2 separate regions of the Zea mays genome follow, and region 2 is linked to region 1. The links are chromatin contacts, called in public Hi-C maps. All regions are on one chromosome and are shown on one strand. Each heading gives the region's core, a stretch centred on a gene start, on an enhancer-like site or on the middle of the called end of the contact. The rest is flanking DNA. Distances are from core to core; before and after follow the strand shown.

Region 1 (4,989 bases), core at 800-3,299:
AAGTCTCGCATGGCACTGGGATCACTGAGCCCGGAGAAATCCCAACCGGAGTCGGGGTCGTCTTCTTCCTCGGAACCCGGGGGCCCGTAGGTTGAGACGGTCGTCAGTCGGTCCCAGGATGACCACATTTGGTACCCCGGAAGGTTAGGATATGCCTTTATGAAAGTGCTCACCGAAGCGGGGTCGCTTGGTGGATCGAAGTTGAATCTAAAAGGCACAGGGTGGAAAACGGACGGTACCTCTTGATCGATGGGTAGTGGTGAAGTCACGTCGGGGGCGGATTGCACCGTCATCTCAGGTACGAGGGGTCAGGACGAGCTGACGGGTGAAGTGCCTGAGCCCTGTAGAAGCACAGCTGGCGGTGCTGCTAGGATCCTGCTAACGTCTCCTTGCTTCCGTAGGGGGATGAGAACCACCGTCGTCACGGACGCACGCGGGGAGCCATCATTACCTGTTACCAGGACGAGCCAGATGGGACGCCGGTCTTGTTCCCTCGTAGCCTGAGCTAGCTAGGGGTAGGGTAATGATGTATCCCCCATGACGCGGTCGGTCCGAGCCCTAGGTCGGGCGAGGCGGAGACTTCTCCTGAGGCCGAGGCCGGGGTCGGGCGAGGACGCGATTCCTCCCGAGGCCGAGGCTGAGGCCGAGTCTTGGGGTCGGGCGAGGCGGAGACCTCCTCCCGAGGCCGAGGCCTAAGGTCGGGCGAGGCGGAGCTTCCTGTTGCGCCCGAGGCTGAACTTGCTGTTGTCAGCCTTGCCCGGGTGGCTGGCACAGCAGTCGGAGCGGGGTGAGCGGCGCTGTTTTCCTGTCAGATCGGTCAGTGAAAGGGCGAAGTGACTGCGGTCACTTCGACCTTGCCGACTGAGGCACGCGTGTCGGGATAAGGTGTCAGACGATCCTCGCATTGAATGCGCCTGCGATATGGTCGGTTGGTGAGGCGATTTGGCCAAGGTTGCTTCTCGATGAAGCCTGCCCGAGCTGGGCCTCGGGCGAGCCGGGGGTGCGTCCACTGCCTGAGGAGGCCCTCGGGCGAGGTGTGAATTCGTCCGGGACTACTGTTCCCGCCCGAGGCCGGGGTTGGGCGAGGCGAGATTGCGTCCCTTGGTAGACGAGGTCTCTGCAGTTTGTGCTGATGGTGCTTACCATCCGTGTTTAGGAGTGTTGGGGGTACCCTTAATTACGGTACCCGACAACACTTTTACCCACACTTGCTGAGCGATGATTGCATGAGAGCCCATCCTTGCTATAATCACACATGGTCAAGAGCAGACACCACAAGAGGAGGACTACTACGATGAGTTCGATGACATCTAGACGTTGTCTCCTAGTCAACTACGACGCCTTGGAGATGGTTATTTTAGTTCGATTTAATTTATTATCAATTATTTTTAAAACATTCATGTTATGTAATAAATATCATGTCATTCTTCTCTATACACTGAGTCATTGTATGTGTGGACTTGATTCTAGCGCACATTTAAGATGCATCTATTTTTGACTTTGAATCCGAGTGTGACAAAGTTGTTTTGCGAGAAACCCAACAAAAGTAATCACGCTCTCTAGAAAATGTAAAAAATGTAAGTGCTTACAATCATATGAGAAGTTGGTCTATGTCATATCATTACATAATGCTCAAAATGCTACCGTAAACATTTGCTAATCATAGATTAATTAGTTTAATAAATTTATCTGGATAGTTAGTTTTTAGTTGTGTTATTATTTTTATAATTAAACTATATTTAGTACTCATAATTAATATTTAAATAAATAAACTAAACTTTAGTCATAATAACCAAACAACCCTGAATGATATTGTTGGAGATGTGTGAGCTTGAGTTGGAAATTAGTTGCAACATTCCAAATCGACCACGATTCCGCTAGCACCTAGAAGCGCAATAAAACGAGAGCACGGCTGAATATTATTAGTGGGGCAAAAAGACACAAATCCGAAACCCTCGCATCGGCCTGTACCTAGCCGCCGTCGCCACAGAGCCCTCATCTCGTCCGTCCTCGGCGGCCTCCGCGGAGCAGCCGTCGCTGGAGCCTGGAGACCAAAGATCCGGCCAGATCTGATGTCAGGAGGGACTGGCTCATCCGGGCGCGCGGCCCCGCGGTACGCCCCGGATGACCCGACGCTGCCCAAGCCGTGGCGCGGCCTCGTCGACGGCACCACCGGCTACCTCTACTACTGGAACCCGGAGACGAACGTCACGCAGTACGAGCGGCCTGTGCCCCCCGAGAGCCAGCTCCTCCCGCCTCCGCCTCCGTTGCCACCCCCGCCTCCACGGAGCCGCGACCGCCGCGACAGGTCCAGATCCCGATCCCGCACCCCACCCCGGCGCGACCACAGGGACCGCGACCGTGACCGTGACAGGCGCCACGACGAGCACGCGTCCTCCAAGACGGCGTCTTCCCACCACCATCCGGCTCCGGTAGCCGTCGCCGACGATCCTTCCACCGAGGCATACCGCCGCCGCCATGAGATCACCGTCACGGTATGAATTCTACGCTGCCACATCTGCTACAATGTTAGATGCAGCTCAAACTCGTACTCTCTCATCTTGCTGCAGGGGGATAATGTGCCGACTCCAATAACTTCATTTGAGGCTGGTGGCTTCCCGTCAGAAATTCTGAAGGAGGTATGATTCAGTGGGTGAACCCACCTAACTCATGATCTAACTCTAACCCTAACAGAGTCGCATGCGAGGAATAAAGGTCTTCAAATATGGCGAGCTAAATGGATCGTGGACACGTGCTCCAGTTGCCTGCTTGTCTCTTTATTTGCTTCATTGTGCTAAATCAGGGCTCGTGTACCAACTGCTTATCTCCATATCTGTGGCAGATGCGATATCTGCTCTGAGGTGGAGCTAATGTCGTATGCTGCCTCACGTGCCCTCGGCCAATCTATAAGTGGGACTGGCTGAGGGCAGGTCTTGTTGATGGAGCTGCCAAGGTGGGTGAGTTCCTGAGGCTGCTCGCTCCTTCCTCGAGGGGCTGCCCTTTGCGCGAAGGGGCACCCACTCGTGACACCCACGGTGGCCGATTTGTTGCTCTGCGTCCGGTTCTTGGAAGGCTCCCCCCATGGATGATGGGGCCTCTTCTGGGGCTTGACCCGTGGAGGTCTGGCCCAGGCTGTCAACGTCCATCCATATATAGGATCGGGTGGCAGCTGCTGCAAGGGGCCTCGTGGATCAACTATCCATGCCTGAGCGCCTCCACGGATTCTGTTAGAGCCTTTTCTACTTCGCCTTGTGTCCGCAAGTCTACACATTGTGGACACATTTTATTCGTATGGCCTTAAATTGTCCTCATGCATTGTCTTTATTTGCGCAATGAAGAGTTAAAAAGGGATATTTTAACCAAATTTATGCGCTTATATTAATTCTTCTATTGTCCTTACTTTGCCCTTGTTTGTTGCTTTCCCCCCATTTTACTTTTTGTAGATACAACGTGCTGGATTCGCAAGCCCAACACCTATCCAAGCCCAGTCATGGCCAATTGCTATGCAAAATCAAGATGTAGTAGCTATTGCAAAGACTGGATCAGGCAAAACTCTTGGGTATCTACTTCCTGGGTTTATGCATATCAAGCGCCTGCAGAACAGCACTAGGAATGGCCCAACAGTGCTAGTTTTGGCCCCAACAAGGGAACTTGCAACACAGATTCTGGATGAAGCTGTGAAATTTGGAAGATCTTCAAGAATTTCTTGCACGGTTTGTTCCCTCTATCTGTTTTAATATACAAATGATCATGAATATATGTCTAACCAGGATATTAATTCAAAAAATATTTCGAAAAAAAAAACTATTGACCAGGTGTTGAAGTTGTATTGTGAATTATGATATTGTCCTTGTTCTGTTTCTAATATTTGTTTCAGTGTCATGATCTCTGATTTCTATTTTTCATTGTTTGACCTTTGGTTCTTGATCTTTTTTAGTGCTTATATGGTGGTGCTCCTAAAGGTCCTCAGTTGAGAGATTTAGATAGAGGGGTTGATGTTGTTGTTGCAACACCTGGAAGGTTAAATGACATCTTGGAGATGCGAAAGGTAAGTCTTAAGCAAGTGTCATATCTTGTTCTGGATGAGGCTGATCGCATGCTGGACATGGGCTTTGAGCCACAAATACGGAAGATAGTGAAAGAGATACCTCACCGTCGGCAAACCCTTATGTACACCGCTACATGGCCCAAGGAAGTCCGAAGGATTGCAGATGATCTTCTTGTTCATCCTGTACAGGTGACAATTGGAAGTGTTGATTCACTTGTTGCTAATAGTTCTATTACTCAGGTATGTGTTCATGGCAGTCTTTTCCTTCTGTCAGTATTATCATTTTTATAAGATGCATGGACAGTAGTTATTTTGGTTCCCTTACACAAATAAGCCTACATTACATATTCATGTTATCTTATTTTCTTTTCCCATGCAGCATGTAGAGATCATAACACCCTCAGAAAAACAACGGCGCCTGGAGCAGATATTACGATCCCAGGATTCAGGTTCAAAGATATTAATATTTTGTACCACCAAGAGGATGTGTGACCAACTTGCAAGGACACTCACCAGGCAGTTTGGAGCTTCGGCCATTCATGGTGACAAGTCCCAAAGTGAAAGGGAGAAGGTTCTGAATCAGTTTCGATCTGGGCGGTCTCCCATTTTAGTGGCAACTGATGTTGCTGCGCGAGGTTTGGACATCAAAGATATCAGGTTAGACTAACTTCCTTTCTCTGTTATGCATATGCATGTGTGTATGCCTTTTGATTTCTTGGTATGATGGAATAATCAGGGGTGGATCTGCACCCTGAACCACCCTGTCGTGGCCCAGGGTTTGATCCATGTAATCCTTTATAAGTCTATTTAATCCAGTATAAAATGACTTAGATAAAAGGTAGAGAAGAAAATTTAGTATGTTTGGTCTGGGTCACATGAAAATTCTAGACCCGCCCGTGGGAATAATGAAGAAAATTTAGTGGGTTTGGCCCGGGTCACAC
Region 2 (4,989 bases), core at 1,840-4,339, 180 kb after region 1:
TTGAGGAAAGCACTTTTCACATCCATTTGATACAACTTAAAGCCATGGTAAGTAGCATAGACAAATAATATTCGAATTAACTCAAGCCTAGCTACGGGTGCATAGGTTTCATCAAAATCCAAAACCTTCAACTTGTGAATACCCCTTGGCAACAAGTCGGACTTTGTTCCTAGTCACCACACCATGCTCATCTTGTTTGTTGTGAAATACCCACTTAGTACCTACAATATTTTAGTTAGGACGTGGAACTAAATGTCAAACCTCATTCCTCGTGAAGTTGTTGAGCTCTTCTTGCATTACCACCACCCAGTCTGGATCTCTAAGTGCATCCTCTATCCTGTATGGCTCAATAGAAGACACAAAAGAGTAATGTTCATAAAAATGAGCAACTCAAGAGCGAGTGGTTGCCCCCTTTTGAATGTCACCAAGGATGAAGTTGATGGGGTGGTATTGTTGAATTGCTTGGTGGACTCTTGGGTGAGGTGGTCTTTGATCTTGAATCTCTTATTCATCCTCCTTTTCTTGATCAACTCCATATCCCCTTGATCGATGCCTTCTTCTTGAGGTGGCTCATTGTCTTGAACTTGATCTTCTTCTTCTTGAGCTATTTCCTCATCTTGAGTTGGTGGAGATGCTTGTATGTAAGATGATGGTTGATCTTGTATTTGTGAAGGCTCTTCGGATTCTTGTGGACACACATCTCCAATGAACATATTCCTTAGCGCGATGCACGAAGCCTCTTCATCATCTAACTCATCAATATCAACTTGCTCTATTTGAGAGCTATTAGTCTCATCAAACACAATGTCACAAGAAACTTCAACTAATACAGTGGACTTATTGAAGACTTTATATGCCCTTATGTTTGAGTCATAACCAAGTATAAAAAACCTTCTACTGCTTTAGGAGCAAAATTTGAATTTCTACCTCTTTTAACAAGAACAAACCACTTGCTCCCAAAAACTCTAAAATAAGAAACATCGGGGTTTTTACTAGTGAGGAGTTAATATGATGTTTTCTTGAGGATTCAGTGAAGGTATAACCGACTGATGGAGTAGCAGGCGGTGTTAATCGCCTCCACCCAAAACCGATCTGATGTCGTGTATTCCTCAAGCATGGTCCTCGCCATATTCATAAGAGTTCTATTCTTTCTTTCCACAACACCGTTTTGTTGAGGTGTGTATGGAGAAGAGAACTCATGCTTGATGCCTTCCTCCTCAAGAAACCCTTCAATTTGAGAGTTCTTGAACTCCATTCTATTGTGGCTTCTAATCTTTTTTATTATCAATCCGAACTCATTTTGAGCTCGTCTCAAGAATTTCTTTAAGGTTTCTTGGGTTTGTGATTTTTCCTGCAAAAAGAACACCCAAGTGAAGCGAGAATAGTCATTCACAATTACAAGACAATACTTACTCCTGCCGATGCTTATGTAAGCAATCGGGTTGAATAGATCTATGTGCAGTAGCTCAAGTGACCTCTCGGTTGTCATGATGTTCTTGTGTGGATGATGAGCTCCAATCTGCTTCCCTGCTTAACATGCACTACAAATCTCGTCTTTCTCAAAATGAACGTTGGTTAGTCCTAAAATGTGTTCTCGTTTAAAAGCTTGTAAAGATTCTTTATCTCAATATGAGCAAGTCGACGATGCCAGAACCAACCCATATTAGTCTTAGCAATTAGGCAAGTGTTTAGTTCAACATTATCATCAGTGAAATCAACTAAATATAGCTGACCGTCTAACACCCCTAAAGGCTAATGAATCATCATTTCTTCTAAAGACGATAACATCAACATCAGTAAATAAACGGTTGTCGCCCATTTTGCATAATTGAGACTCATGAAGCAAATTGTAACCTAGAGATCTACAAGAAATACATTAGAAATGGAATAGTCAGGTGATATAGCAATTTTACCCAATTCTTTGACCAAACTTTGATTCCCATACCCAAATGTGATTGCTCTTTGGAGATCATCATTTTTCTCATATGAGGTGAACATTCTTTTCTCCCCTGTCATGTGGTTTGTGCACCCGCTGTCGATTATCCAACTTGTTCCACCGGATGCATAAACCTACAACACAGATTTAGGCCGTGTCCTTAGGTACCCAAACAGTTTTGGGTCCTTTCACATTAGAAACAAGCACATTGGATACCCAAACACAAGTCTTTGGATTCATTTGCTTGCCCCAACATATTTGACAACTAGTTTACCTGATTTGTTAGTAAGAACAAATATGCATTAAAGGTCTTAAATGAAATACTAGGTTCATTCGAAGCACCAACTATCTTTTTTCTTAGACATCTTTACATGAATTGTATGCCTAAAACTAGAAGCCTCATTTCTGTAAATATCAGTTTGATTGGATACCTGCGTACGACCGCGCAGGCTCCGGCGAGGGTGGCTGTGTGGGTACGCCAGTTTTGGGCGTTCCTGCGGATGCAAGTGAAATGACTTATGTTGCATCTGTTCGCGCAGGCCACGTCTCCCGCGTACATGTAACCAAACAGTAGCTTACATAAAGTCAACGCACACGATGGTACAGAATAAAATGATACGGGCAACTAATCATACAGTATAAGTATGATGAGCAACATGATGAGATTTCTTAGTATTGAGAGACATTGTTTTATTCTTAGTTTTATAACACTCTTAATGATGTAGCAGTGTTGTAAAGAGTGTTATGAAATGACTACTGTGATTAGCCTAAGAGCAACTTCAAGAGACTCTTTATTTTTAACTCTCTATTTGACTCTTTATTTGTCTCTCCATAAAGATTAAACTCTATATATAACATCTCATTCCAACAGACTCTCTAACATGGAATTTAGCTTGGCTAGTGAGAGTTGCTAGTGAGGGAGTTAATTTAGAGAGGCGGATAGCTTGTCAAGTTAAATGACTAGTCTGTTAGAGAGTCATTTTGTTATTAAATAGCTAAAATTTAGTTTGACAATGTATTTAGCCAGTCTCTTGGAGATGCTCTAACTTATATTATTAAACATTAATGACTCGTGGTCTCGGGGTAGGAAAGACTCATCAAAGATCGGCTGCCCGTCCGCTGTTGGCTCTTTAATTGCCTGTGCCTGTGCCTGTGCCTGTGCCTGTGCTGCCCCCATTCCTTTCTCCTCCAGCAAGTAAACCCCGTTTCCACAACGTCACCGCACCGCCGTCATGCCGACCGGTGAGCTCCTCTCTCCGCTCCTCCGCCTCCGTCCCCATCCTCCCCCCCCCCCTCTATCGATCTCGTCGCCCCCGCATCCTCCGGTTCTGGTTCGAATCGGCGGTAGGTTATTATTATTTTGTACGAATATGTGCTCCGTGTGCGCCCGTGGAGAGAGGAGAAGGCCCCTGCTCGGTTCGATTAATCGATTTGTCTCTTAGTCGAGGGAAGTTCAGGGATCGGATTGCGGGGATGGGTTGCGGTTGTGGCGCCGTAACGTCGCGGGTTGCTTCGGTATTGTTTTGGTGGTTCCGGAAGTTCGCTTGGGAAAATAGGGTTTGGTTCTGGATGGCAGACTCCACGCTCACGGAGGCGCTACATGGCGCCCTAGGCTCCCTTGCTGCATTTGCCTTTGCTGCATGCGAATGTGTGCTCTGGTGTCTTTTGGGTCCATGGGGTGTCTTCAGCTTTCTCTATATCACTTCTCAGCGTTTTCTATATCACTCCTCTATATCCCTCCTTTATAGCCTCCAATAAAAGATTTTCTCCTCTATATCTCATTTTTCTCCAGCAGCATAATCTATACGTGAATAACTATATTAGAGACATATTTTGCTCTAGTTTTTTTTGAACGTACATATTTGTCATACTCTCAAATGTTTAATATATATTGTAGTTTTGCTTAATCTATTGTTTAAAACATTAAAATGGATAGTGGAGAGGGTACAGAATCTCTATATAGAGGATGAACATCCTTTATATTTAAGGGACGCTGTAAAGGATTTTGCTGGAGGGTATAGGGGAGGGAATCTATTCTATATTTAGCGATTTGGCTGGTTTTTAGCATGTGCTGTTGGAGGCAGCCTAATCACTTAAGGACAGAGGGAGTGAGGGACTATAGGTACTAGGCTAGAATAATTGTATGTGTTGTGTGTCCCCTCTTGCAAAGTGTTTTTTGATTCATAGTGCTTGGAGGGACCTAATTTTGTCTGTGGCCATGCAAAGTTGTGTGCCTATTGCCCATATTTCTGGATGCTTGTGGCTTAATCTAAGTGTTAAACACACCACCACTTATACCAATGGTTTATGGCTCACATCCAAAATGGTGATATGGACGACATAAGCCTGAGCTACTCCGACTTGCTTTGATATTGTATAATACCAGCAAATCAACAAAATATCCCTTGTTTTCATTGTTTGGGTTTCTGTTTTTGCAGGCATGCTGTGACTTATTGTTGTATGGCTACATTTAGCTCATGTAGAGATGACAATGGGTAAAAACCCATTGGGTATCACTTGCCCAAACCCATACCCAACAAGAAAAATACGCTCGCCAAAAAAACCTATACCCATGACGGGTATAAAATTTTGCCCAAACCCATGTCCATGCGGGTTTCGGGTACCTAACGGGTTTTCCATACCCACTAACATCAACATGAAAAAATAATTCATCATGTAAATGACAGTCAATCTATACTACTCTATTAAGAACCTAATGTGGGCACCTGGTGCGACCATGGCTTCACCCTCGGCGCTGACATTCTGGGCCCGCCCCATACGCGCCGCCTCAGCGCCGTGCCTTGTGGATCCCACGCTTAGCGCCCGCACAACGCTCTCTCAGCTACTGCCTTGTGGACTGCTCACTGCAGCGCCCGCGCAGCCAGCTACTGCACCTGTCCAGCACCCGATCCCGCCCACGTAGCTACCACCAGACCACACGTACCTTAGTGTTTGTTTAGAAATAAATAATAATTATATAAAAATAGTGTAGAGCAAGCACTCAAACCCACGCCCACTGCTCCAGAAATTTGGGGCTAACCACCAGACCACAC

The links. Hi-C and Micro-C count contacts between places; a contact is called where the count stands out from the background.
Region 2: a Hi-C map of tassel shows a contact between it and region 1, with 2.1 times the contacts expected there. The contact joins the promoter of LOC100282385 here to the promoter of LOC100383248 in region 1. A contact is called at or near these places in 2 of 25 Hi-C or Micro-C datasets (endosperm and tassel).

What each region holds. Positions count from the first base shown.
Region 1 is chr3:232,251,365-232,256,353 of Zm-B73-REFERENCE-NAM-5.0, forward strand. LOC100383248 reads left to right here and starts at 2,050. Exons shown (of 7, transcript NM_001361979.1): 1 at 2,050-2,495; 2 at 2,571-2,639; 3 at 3,444-3,713; 4 at 3,938-4,288; 5 at 4,428-4,705. The coding sequence starts at 2,073.
Region 2 is chr3:232,433,114-232,438,102 of Zm-B73-REFERENCE-NAM-5.0, forward strand. LOC100282385 (ubiquitin carboxyl-terminal hydrolase 6) reads left to right here and starts at 3,090. Exons shown (of 18, transcript NM_001368950.1): 1 at 3,090-3,178. The coding sequence starts at 3,169.